Linked DNA regions of Mus musculus: all the other regions are linked to region 3. Evidence: chromatin contacts called from public HiChIP or PLAC-seq and Micro-C data. All regions are on one chromosome and are shown on one strand. The core of a region is the stretch at or near the end of the contact, and the rest is flanking DNA. Distances in the headings are between cores, read along the strand shown. Region 1 overlaps Prex1 (phosphatidylinositol-3,4,5-trisphosphate-dependent Rac exchange factor 1). Region 2 has its middle 20 kb from the start of Gm31117. Region 3 overlaps Zmynd8 (zinc finger, MYND-type containing 8). Region 4 has its middle 21 kb from the start of Gm30908.

Region 1 (2,859 bases), core at 11-2,510, 870 kb after region 3:
GAAACTAGAAGAGCTGAAACGGTTTGGAGAAAGAACATTGGGACTCCCACGGCCCAATCTTCAGAATGACTGTGAAGTCATAATAATTATGCCGGCGCCCGGTGCGAGGGGAAGGGCGTGGGTCTGTGAACATGAACAGACGTGCAAGCGCCTCTCACGAGGGCAGGATGCAGCTAAAGCAAAGGATGCGAAGGAAAGTCAGCAGAGAAAGGCAGTCTTCAGCCGACAGTACCCCAGCAGTCAAACACAAAGTACAGAGTCTCAAGCCTCCTGCAAAGACAGGCTTCACACAAAACAAAGCTCTAGACAGATCCCACAGGCGAGGGGCGTGACTCAGCGAGTGAAGCAATTCCTACACAAGAGTGAGGACTCGAGTTCAGATCCACGGTGCTCAGGTAAAATACCAGGCCTGGGAGCACACACCCATCACCCTAGCACTGTGGTGCGTAGACAGGCAGGTCCCAGGGGCTCGATGACCAAGCCAGCTATCCACAATGGCAAGGTTCACATTCAGTGACAAGATTCTCTCTGAAAAAGTGAGGTGGTGAGAAATAAACTAAGATAATCAAAGTTGACCTCTGACCTCCATAGGTAACACACAGGCAGGCATGCCCCCAAATACATGTACATACAGCACACACATGTACACATACCCCACACCCACTACACACATACACATGGCACACAATATATGCTCACACTGCATACATACATACTCACACATACACACAATACATACACACACATACACACACACAATACATACACACATTTAAATACAAATCTCAAAACTATGAAACTTGAGGGAGAAAACAAGGGGAAAATACCTTTTGGCTTGAGGTTAAGCAAAGTGACATCAACATCACTTATAATTGACGCTCAAAAGCACAGAGGAAGACAAGCGCTAAATCAGCACAGAAGCCATGTTCTGTTCTGCGAAAGGCCCAGTAAGACAATGGACAAACAAGCGAGGGCTTGGGGACTATGTATGAATGACATTCTGGCAAGGGAAGTGTGCCCAGGCTATAACCCTAACCCCAAAAAAGAAACCAAGCAAACCAACCTTTAAACTAGTTTCTCATGTGACTCCTGGGGATTCACACAGAAATGTCTATCACTCCAGATAGGCAGCCACAGACCAAAGAAACCCCTCCCATCCCAAGCCCAGCTTGGTGAACCAATGGCCTTATCAGGGTTCCTTCCAAGAGCACGGGTGACTCCTGAGCAGCCAGAGGATACTAAAACCCCACCCCAGCCGGCATGGTGACTCACACAAACTAGACCACAGGAGTCCCCATCCCAACCACTCTCTCTTCTCTGTGCATTGTAGCACCCCAAGATCATGTGCAGCAGCAGAGGGGGAGGGAACCACAGCTAGAATCTTGGAGGTGGGTTTGAGGACCCTCTCTGATCTCATGATGGCCTTATCCAGGGGGTCACACGGCTAGTGTAACTTTTTTATCTTGCTGATTAGTTTCATTTGGAGGGAGCATGCCTGCAATGCCTGCAATGATGCTCCTGTGGAAGTCAGGGGACAGCTGGCAGAAGCTTGGGGCTTCAACTCCAGTCACAAGGCTTAGAGACAAGCGCCTCTGTCCACTGAGCCAGTTCACCAGCCCCGGCTACTCTGGTCTCAAGACGACACCGGCTGTGAGTATCAGGCCCAGAGGTTCTACATAAGCAGAAACATGAAAATCATAAAAAGTCAACCTTGAACACACAGCTGTGCAAAGAAGATATACGAGTGGAAGGAAGGCACAGGAAAAGCTATCCAGCGCCATCAGTGAGGGAGAGGCTGAGGAAAACCACAACCTGCCACTTCCACACGTATGTACGTACATCTGCCAGAATGGCTTAAAAGGCAAATCGACAATACCAAGTGTTGTCAGGGATGTGAACCACCAATCTCTCAGATCCCACTGGTGAGAAATTTAAGTGACCCGGCGCCTTTGCAAAGCCGCCTGCAACTTCACACGCTGCTAAGCACTCAGAGCCCACACAGCCTAACAACGCCACTCCTGGTGTCTATTCTGGATACACGAGAACTCATGTTCACAAGCAAACAGTGCATACACTCTTAACAGCGGATGTCCAGGTCAGCCAATGAGGAGGGACTCTGTGTCCTTGGGTGAATGTTGAACCGTGGGATGGTGTAAGCTCTAAAAGGAACACACTTGACACACGGAGACCCCGGCTGAACCCCAAGTGCTACCTGCTGGGACTCAGAAAGCTGTATACCATGTGAGTCCCCTGTGTGCAGTGCACAGCCTCCTTTATGTCCCCACGACATTGTCTACAGTGAAGCATATATTTTTAATTTTCTAGAAAAGACAAAACTATGGGCCATGGGAAATAGATGAGTGAGTGGCTGTGGAGGAGGAACAGACCTGAAAGCATGGCTCCTCAGAGGCCACAGAAGGTCTGTGGAGGATAGAGTTGCTCTCTACGTGGGCTGCGGTGGGAAAGAACTCCACACATGTGACGTAATGTGCATACACACCATACATGTACACACACACACACACACACACACACACACACACACACTTAACCCAAAACATCCATCTTTACTATTTTCAAATTCTAAATGTTAAATCTGTTTAACATACCTCACTCTGGGCTTTTCCAAACAGAGCTACAACTTGAAGGGAAGATGAAGTGAGTACAAGGAGCCCTCTATGCAGGGCACTCAGTGAGCCACAAGCACACAGGTCACCTGACCTTGGGTGCTAAGTCCCTTGGGGATGAGCTGGTACTGCACTAGGGCAGGAAAAGCTCAAGGTGTGCCTAACAAACACAGAAGGGACATGAGAGGAGAACCCTGAGCAGGCCCAAGAGCCCTGGGGTCAGAGGGCTCGT
Region 2 (2,700 bases), core at 196-2,695, 950 kb after region 3:
TGAAGGCCTAGCGGTGGCACAGGTCCAGGGCCCACAGCCTAAAGTCCAGTGTTCTTCAGCACTGAGGCTTGCCCTGGCGTCTGCACACCGAGGTACTTCCTCTGCCAAATTCCTGCTTTGGCTTGGTGGTTTGTGGCTCTTCCTGCTGTGCCTGGGCTGTCCGTGACTCAGTGCTGACTTCCACAAATCCACTGCCCTCCTCACTCTCCTCAAACCCCCGCAGCTCTTCACCTGGGCTTCTGAGAGTTCACACTCTCTATAGCGTGGGCGCCAGCAGTTAAGTCTGCATCTCCCACCATACTCAGAGCAGTGGGAACAGCAGTGAGGGCAGGGGCTGGGGATGTGGCTCAGTGGTCGGTGCTCGCAAGGGTGTGTGAAGCCCTTGGTTCCGTTCCCAGAACCACATATGGTTCTGTTCCTAGAACCCACCACTTCCCATCACCTTCCTTGGTGTGATCTTTCTTAGACTCAGGCCTCCAAAGTCTTCCTGATATGCACATTTATTGAGCACCTACTGTGTGTTCTCCTACAGTACCAAATACAATTGTAACTTAACTCTAAGTCAGGCAAGAATAAAAATTGGGAAATATGGTGGGTGATTGTTTTTGTTTTAAATGAAGTTTCTCAGGTCAATGAAGTGTGGTGTCGTGGGACTGGACTCACTGCGCTGGGAAGGCAAAGGGAGAGATAGAAGTCCAAAAACATTTTCAACCACACAAGGAGTTAGAGGCCAGCCTGGGCTACATAGGACCCTGTCTTTAAAAGTGTGTGTGTGTGTGTGTGAGAGAGAGAGAGAGAGAGAGAGAGAGAGAAGAGCCTTGTGGGTGACTCTGTTTGCACTGTCCCTAGAGCCCAGTGCCAGAGCCCTCATGTCTTCACCACTGTCTCTGAGGTGAGACAGGACCCATGAGTGAGACTGAAGGTAGCCAGACATCCTCATCCCAGTGCCTAGGTGACTCTTGGAGTCACCTGCCATTTCCTGTCACTTTCCTTGGTGTGATCTTTCTTAGACTCGGGCAACTGAAGCCTTCCTGATATACACATTTATTGAGCACCTACTGTGTACCCCTGCCATGGTACAGCTATAACTTAACTCTCTAGTTCAAATGAGAATAAAAATTAGGAAATATGGGTGATTTTTTAAATGAATTTTCGCAATCCAACGAAGTTGCTTATGGTAGAAATAAAACCAAAACCAATGTGCACTTTTCCTGCTGGCAGGTTTCAATACAAGCCATGACTCTCCCCCCCCCCAAACTCTAAGAATTGCCCCCTGAAGAACCCAATGAGCTTGCTTGGCTCCCACCCATTAGGTTGACTGCCACAAAAGCCAGCAGCACTGGGGGCGGGTAGTTTAGTATCACACTAGCTTGCCATACAGGAAGCCCTGGGTTCTGTCTCCAAGAACTCAAGGGGAACATTGCCTCGAGAAAACCCCAGAGCACAGAGTGGAGGAACAGGAACCTTCATGCACTGTTGGAGGGGGGACAGGGTGGGGGTAGGGCAAGGCCATGCAGCTGCAGAGCCAAACGGCAGGAGAGGCCCTCAGAAACTTAAAAATAGAGCTGATTTGGCAATGCACGCACATATACAACACACTCGCACACGCACATACATGACAGACACGCATGCATACACACAACACGCATGCATGCGTGCACACACACACACACACACACACACACACACACACCTGGATTTTGCATACCCATGGGAACTGAGAGCAGGCGTCTGAGCAAAGATTTGGACCCTAGTGTTGAAAGCAGAGGCAAAGAGTAGACACCGCCCAAGGGTCCATCAACAAAGTGGGGTGCTGAACCTAAGAGGGAATATTAGCCATCCTTGAAAAGGAAAGGAGCTCCTCACACAGGCTTACAGTGTGGATAGAGCAGCAGGCACAGTGTTAAGTGAAACAATTCAGTCACAGGCAGCGGATGACATGCAGACTCGGCTGGAGACCAACAGCCAGGGCTTGGAGTTAATAAGTAGAATTCTGGTTTTGATGAGGTATTCCAGGAGTAGAAGACAGAGAGAAAGCTCTGGACAGTGCTGCCCAACACCTAATGTCGTTGGATGCTTGTAGTCTCCCCTCCCCCAGCCTGAAACCTGCTTGCTCAGGGGTGGAGCTTCCCGCTCAATCATTCTGCCACGCCCACTGCTGGAACGTGCTGCTTTGCTGTTTGGAGCCATCACGTGATCACCCTGCTACTGGACTCCAAGATTATTTGGCGGGAATTGGGCCCCTCCCCCTTCCTTCTTAACGGAGTGCCGAAATAGTAAAAATTAAACCTTGAGCAGAGACTTTTGTCTTGGTTCCTTCCTTATCTCGCGCAGCCCAGCCCCTCTTCTCTTCCAGGTTTCCAAAATGCCTTTCCAGACTAGAACCCAGGTTGTGATCTACTGGCCAGACACAACAGATGCTAACTTTAAAGTGGTAGTATTGGGAGACGGCTTAGTGGGCAAACTGCTTGCCTTGTAAGTGCGAGGGTCCCAGAGCTCACGTAAAAGGTGAGTGCAGAAATGGATGTCTGTAAGCCCAGTGCTGAAAGGCAGAGGCAGGCAGGTCTCCTGTGCTCTGACCAGCAGCCTGGTGGAATCAGAGAGGTCTTGATTCAGTGGGAGACCCTGTCTCAAAAAGTTAGGTGGGCGATGGTGGCACACACCTTTAATCCCAGCACTTGGGAGGCAGAGGGAGGCGGA
Region 3 (2,700 bases), core at 176-2,675:
AGATCCAGGGTCTAGAAATATAAACAAAAAGATGAAACCATAGAACCCCAGGGAATCACAGGATGGCTCACCACTCCTCCCACCCTTAGAGGTCTCTACCTGGTGATCAGACCAGAGCCAGGGCAGGTGGACGGCCACACACTGTATACCAGATCCGAAAGGCCAGAACAAAGCATTGGAATGGTCCCCCACTCATCCCTGTCGCCTTGGCTTCCCCTACATCCACTACATCCCCAGACCTACCCAGTACCCTGCTTTGCAAAGAAGGTATATACTGCTCAAAAATCTCTTTTTACTTCATGTTAAGTCTCTTCCGAGGCAATAGTATTTTACCGACCATCTAATGATTTGGGCTCTTGAGATACACAGCTACAAGTGCAGGCAAAGAGCAGTAACCATGACCCTTAAAATGGCCCAGGCATTCAACTGTTATCACATACCCCACAGGAAGCAAGCAGCTGCTCGAGCCCTATGGTCCATCGAAACAGCACTGGCCACACGTGGCCACTTCAATCCCAAGTTACTTTAAAATAAGCAGGTCCTTGGTCACATCAGCCACACTTCTAGTCAGTGACGTGTGGCTGGTGGCTTCCAGGGCCCCAGAAGAGACATTGTTTTACCTCCGCAGGGGGGCGCCCTTCTGAACTTTGAGGAACCCCACAGAACAACTGAAGGTCCCACATACACACCAGCCCGGCTCTCCGTGTTCTCGCATGGGGGGCACACTGGCCATAAAGAACCATTCCCCACCCAGATAAACCGGAACAGTGAAGGGCATCCAGTGGTGGCAGATACAGGAAAGGGTCCTTGGTACAAGGCGACTGTCAGCTTGGGGATTCTCACCGAGTTACTACTGTCCTTGCTCTTCTCCGCTGGCGCCTCTTTCTCTTTGGGGGCGCTGGCCGGTTCTGAAGGTGCTGACTGTGTGTTGGAGGAGTTGCCCTGCGATGACTTATTTCCTGTTTCTGTGCTTGCCTCGGCATCTGCTTCCTGCTGAGGGGCAGTCGCTGGGGACCAAAGAGAACGAGAAAGTCATGAGATGCTTCAAGCCGTGTGTGAACATCCAGGAGCCCAGCTTTCAAATGGCTACCCCTCGAGGCCCCCACAGCTCAGTCCCAATTCAACCTCGCCAGGCTCCATCTCTCCCAAACCCACTTAGAGATCTCGCATGGGCCTTCGACTCTGAAACCCAGAGCTCCAAACTTTATTTGCAAATAGACCTTTTCATACTTAGCAATTCAATTTTTACATCATTTTGCTGAGAACATGTTCTCCAATCAAAGGAAACTTGTGGGGAGCCAGGATGTGACCACCGTTCAAGGAAGCCTGCAACCTCCTCCACTAGGCCTAGATCCACCTCAGCCCAGCTGAGGCAGAGTGAGAGACTAGCATCCTTTGAGAGGGGCACAGAGCTTCTGGGTGAAGAAGAGTTAGAGACAGAGACGTCACCATACCACAAAGAAAGTCCAGCTTGTAATGTCAGAGACTAACCACAGCAGGTGTTTCCTGCTAGCATCTAAAAGGAGACAACCCCTGGATGTTCCTTGCTGTCTGGGGTTATCTGGGTGGGGAGTGGTTCCTTATGGTCTTGATAACCAACCAGTTAGTCTCCGGCAAACACACACCACCTGGGTGGTGTGGGGAATGTCTTTATGGTCAGTGTGCCCCACATTCGAGAATGTGGAGAGCCCGGGTGGTGTGTGTTTGCCGGAGACTAACTGGTTGGTTATCAAGACTGACTGGACAATCGTTGTTTGGTGATGTTCATTTGGGAGAGGCCTCCGTGTAGGTACTTCTGCAATATGGTTAGTCTCTGACATTACACATTCTCGAATGTGGGGCACACTGACCATAAAGAACCACTCCCCACCCAGATAACCCCAGACAGCAAGGAACATCCAGGGGTGGTCTCTTCCTTAACCTAAGGACTGGGATAGCATCCTGTTTGAGGCAGTGGACCATTATCATCTCAAAGAGGTTCTAGGGGCTGAGAGATGGCTCAGAGGTTAAGAGCGCTACACTGGCTGCTCTTTCAGAGGTCCTGAGTTCAATTCCCAGCTCACAACCATCTGTAATGAGATCTGGTGGCCTCTTCTGGCCTCCATGCAGACAAAACAGTGTAGACATGAGAGAGAGAGAGAGAGAGAGAGAGAGAGAGAGAGAGAGAGAGAGAGAGAGAGAGAGAGAGAGAGAGAACACGAACCACAGAACCACTCTCAGCACTAGATCAACCACTCAAAAGCTCCACTAATCTGGCTGCTGAAGGCTGTAGACACTGCCAGGTTTTGAGATTTAACTTCACATCTGCGTCTCTTGTATATCAGAGCAACAGTTGTTTATGAACAGAAGTGGCAAGAGCCTGGGCAAGTGTTTTTTAGCACCCTGGCTGGGAAGCCCCACCACGCAGCCCCTGAGGTGTGCGACCAGACATTACCCGACTGGGTACAGGACTTCATGTGCTCGGGCCAGTGGGCCTGCTGACAGGGGTAGTCACAGTAGCTGGTGTTCCAGCAGCAGTAGAAAATGGCCTCCTTCTTGCAGTTGGCACACCACTGCTTCTTCTTGGTCTCGTCCACCGCCTGCTGCTTCTCCAGCTCCAGTTGCTTTTTCACCTCGGCAATGAGCCGATCCCGCTCCTGTTCCAGGCTCTGCCGCATCTCGGCCATGGTCAACTCTGGTGGAGAAGGAGGACACTAGCTG
Region 4 (2,883 bases), core at 46-2,545, 700 kb after region 3:
GGGCAGAACCTAGTGAGAGAGAGCTGGTTGCAGCAGGAGCAGGCCAGGCCGGGTGTGGAAAGTGTGACTGACAGGGGCCTGGCTTTCATTATCTTAGCCTTTGCGTTCATGTACGCTTGAAATTTTCCAAAAGACTGGATCCCGAGATCTAAGCACAAAATCTGAGCTGACCCCTATAAGCAGTGTCCACCATCCATGGGGCAATGTCGGCCATGAGGCTGAACTGCTGAGCAAGCCTACCTGGGCCCTGACAAAGACTGCTCCTGTAACATGGAGCTATGTGGCCTTAGGCAGGTTACTTACTCTCTCTGTGCCTCAGTTTCCTCCTTTGCTAATGGAAAGGTAACACTATATATACAACCGGGGTGCTCATTTGCCAAGGCTGCCCTAATAGGTTGTTACAAACAATGGCTAAACAACACATGCTCGTTATCACAGTCATGAAGAGACCTCAAAAGGTCCAAACTGCTCTCCTAGAGGACGCAGAGCTCTGCCTTTCCAGCGTCCAGAGGCCAGCAGCACCTGTTAACTCCACCTCCCCCATCTTCAAAGCCACAGTCACAGTCTTGCCTGACCTCTGATCTCTGACCTTTGATCTCCTGCCTTCCTCACATGAGGACTCTTGGAATTGCAGTGATCCCGCCAGAATAATCATGATATCTCCAACCAAGGGCCTTAGTCTAGTCACCTCTGAGGCATAGCTTTTACCATGCCAAGGTACACAGTACATAGGTTAAAGAGACCAGACGTGGACATCTTGGGGAACATTATTCAGCCCACTGTGAGGGGTCATTGTGGGGACTGACTGTGGGGAACACATGATTATACCTGGGTGGTAGCCATTTTCCCATTGCTATGACAAAATACCCAAGGAGAAGCAGTTTAAGGAATGAAAGATCTGTTCTGCTCTGTTCAAGGTGACAGACTGCGTCATAGGCGCGGTGGCAGAGGCAGGAAGTCTGCTGGTCACATTAGCTCTGCTGCCCGGAAGTGGGACTAAGCTGTGAAACCTCAAAGCCCTCCCCCAGTGGCCCACTTCCTTCAGCAAGGCTCCATCCCCTGAAGGCTCCACGATCAGCTGGTGACCAAGCTTTGAGCAGTGAGCCTGTGAGAAGCGTTTCACACTCAAACAACAACAACCCACACATAAGCCATCAGTAGGAACTATTATTGTAATTATCTTTATCATCAAGAGTTAATCACGGCTCGAAACATTGAATACAGCAAAGCAAGTGTGGTTTGAAATGAGAGTCATGGAAAGATTTAAAAAAAAACAAAAACAAAAAACAACTGTGGTGCCCCAACTGGCTTCTTCTCTCCCTTGTCCTGCTGCTGGAGAGCAGGCATCACGACAGGAGCTAGCACTACTATCTTGTTCCACGAGATACCCAGAAAATAGCGGCCTCGGGGAGTCAGCACGAGGAAATGGATGGGCACATGCTCCCCTTAGCACCGGGCTCACGGGACACAGCACAGCTTTAGCTTCTGGCCCCTGAGCCCAGGTCACTCACAGCAGGATGTACTCCTGATCCTTGAACTTTAATCTGTTTTTCATAAATCATAAATCATAAGAGATGCCAAGTGTGGAAAGAGGCCACGAGGCGAGAAAGCAGCTGTGTCCGCAGGGCTTTGCTGTCTTTCTTCAGCTCCAGTGAGGCGGCCGACGCAGTCACTCTGCTAATCCAGATGGGGGGGGGGTCTCAGTTGATTTTTGCCTTTTAGCAAAAATTATCTTTTTAAATGTCATAATCTCTGTTGTGAGAAGATGAAAGTTGAACTACAGGGTCGTGTGGGGAAGGAGATGGCCAGTCTGGGTGAGAATGTCCTGTGGCCTCTTTGACCCCCACCCCCCTACCTCTGCCCTTCTTCTGTCCAGCTGACAGCTCTCTAGTTGCCTTGGTCTGCTGAGAGGCCAGTCCTTCTCTATCCAAGGTTCCCTATTACGAGGTCAACGTTGGCAACGCCTGGGTGGACGCAGTAGTCTGTGGGGCTCCTCCTCCCACTCGGTCATGAGACACGAGGTGCGTTCCACGAGGTCCTTATGCTCCTGGCTGCAGTGATCTCCCACTCGGTCATGAGACAGGAAGTGCGTTCCACGTGGTCCTTATGCTCCTGGCTGCAGTGACTGAGCTGGTGGTTGTCACCTGACCCGAGCTGGTCCAATCAAGATGACTTATTTTTCTTCCTTCCCTAAAGGGTTTTATCAGCATCTATTAATTAATCACAGTGTTAATGGGTTCCTTCTGGTCTGGTCACGCATGTGCACGATGCGTTTCAGTCATGTTCACCCCATTACCCTCTCTTGTTCCCTCCCACTCTCATTAATTAATCCCCTTCCTCTTCCCAACTCTCCCCTCCAACTTTCATGGCGTGTGTGTGTGTGTGTGTGTGTGTGTGTGTGTGTGCCCCAATGAGTTGTATTAGTGTCGCTTACAGGACATAAATGATGGGTTATTTAGACTCTACAGGTGGCTATGCCCATCAACCACTCTCCTCAGGGAGGGTGGGACCCCACAAGCCCCTTCTTGTGCCACCATGTCATGGCTGGCAGCGAGCCTTTCTTGCTGCTCCCATCTGTCCTCTGACTCTTACCTGCTTTCCACCCCTCCTTTCGCAGTGTCCCCTGAGCCTTGGGGGAGGACAACAGGAAAGACTGAACAAGCCGAGTACCCAGGGGTTAAAGCCTAATGCAAGTGTGACGCTGGGATTCAAGTCGGCCTGAGGCCAATCCCTTCTCATTTCCAGACTTAAATATGTTAGAGTCCCTGTTCCTGACAAGCCAAAGGCTTTAACCCAGACCCCACACACACAAGGGTGTGATGAGACAGGGCCACTCCGGAGCTAAAGCTAGAGGCACCAGTGGAAAAGTGAGGCACGAAAGGA

The links. A called contact is a pair of places that touch in the nucleus more often than the background predicts. HiChIP or PLAC-seq counts read pairs in DNA pulled down with a chosen protein or histone mark.
Region 1: a Micro-C map of the G1E-ER4 cell line shows a contact between it and region 3. The contact joins two enhancer-like sites. A contact is called at or near these places in 3 of 484 Hi-C or Micro-C datasets (all in the G1E-ER4 cell line) and 2 of 115 datasets of contacts at active chromatin or transcription factors (astrocytes and memory CD8 T cells).
Region 2: an H3K27ac HiChIP or PLAC-seq map of microglia shows a contact between it and region 3, with 4 times the contacts expected there. The contact joins two enhancer-like sites.
Region 4: a contact with region 3 is called in an H3K27ac HiChIP or PLAC-seq map of large pre-B cells, with 3 times the contacts expected there. The contact joins two enhancer-like sites.

The regions. Positions count from the first base shown.
Region 1 is chr2:166,664,556-166,667,414 of GRCm38.p6, forward strand. All of the region lies in intron 1 of Prex1 (phosphatidylinositol-3,4,5-trisphosphate-dependent Rac exchange factor 1), which reads right to left. Among named protein-coding and RNA genes, the nearest start is that of Gm50596, 37 kb to the right of the region's middle. Within about 2 kb of position 1,261, at least 64 of the 459 cell types and tissues checked have an H3K27ac peak or open chromatin away from gene starts, as enhancers often do. A contact at or near this core is called in the G1E-ER4 cell line and memory CD8 T cells, where this site is marked.
Region 2 is chr2:166,744,551-166,747,250 of GRCm38.p6, forward strand. No RefSeq gene overlaps it. Among named protein-coding and RNA genes, the nearest start is that of Gm31117, 20 kb to the right of the region's middle. Within about 2 kb of position 1,446, at least 89 of the 459 cell types and tissues checked have an H3K27ac peak or open chromatin away from gene starts, as enhancers often do. A contact at or near this core is called in microglia, where this site is marked.
Region 3 is chr2:165,791,961-165,794,660 of GRCm38.p6, forward strand. Zmynd8 (zinc finger, MYND-type containing 8) reads right to left here. Exons shown (of 23, transcript NM_001363020.1): 19 at 2,435-2,674; 20 at 844-1,007; 21 at 1-11. Among named protein-coding and RNA genes, the nearest start is that of Gm29993, 62 kb to the left of the region's middle. Within about 2 kb of position 1,426, at least 95 of the 459 cell types and tissues checked have an H3K27ac peak or open chromatin away from gene starts, as enhancers often do. A contact at or near this core is called in the G1E-ER4 cell line, memory CD8 T cells and microglia, where this site is marked.
Region 4 is chr2:166,491,071-166,493,953 of GRCm38.p6, forward strand. No RefSeq gene overlaps it. Among named protein-coding and RNA genes, the nearest start is that of Gm30908, 21 kb to the left of the region's middle. Within about 2 kb of position 1,296, at least 77 of the 459 cell types and tissues checked have an H3K27ac peak or open chromatin away from gene starts, as enhancers often do.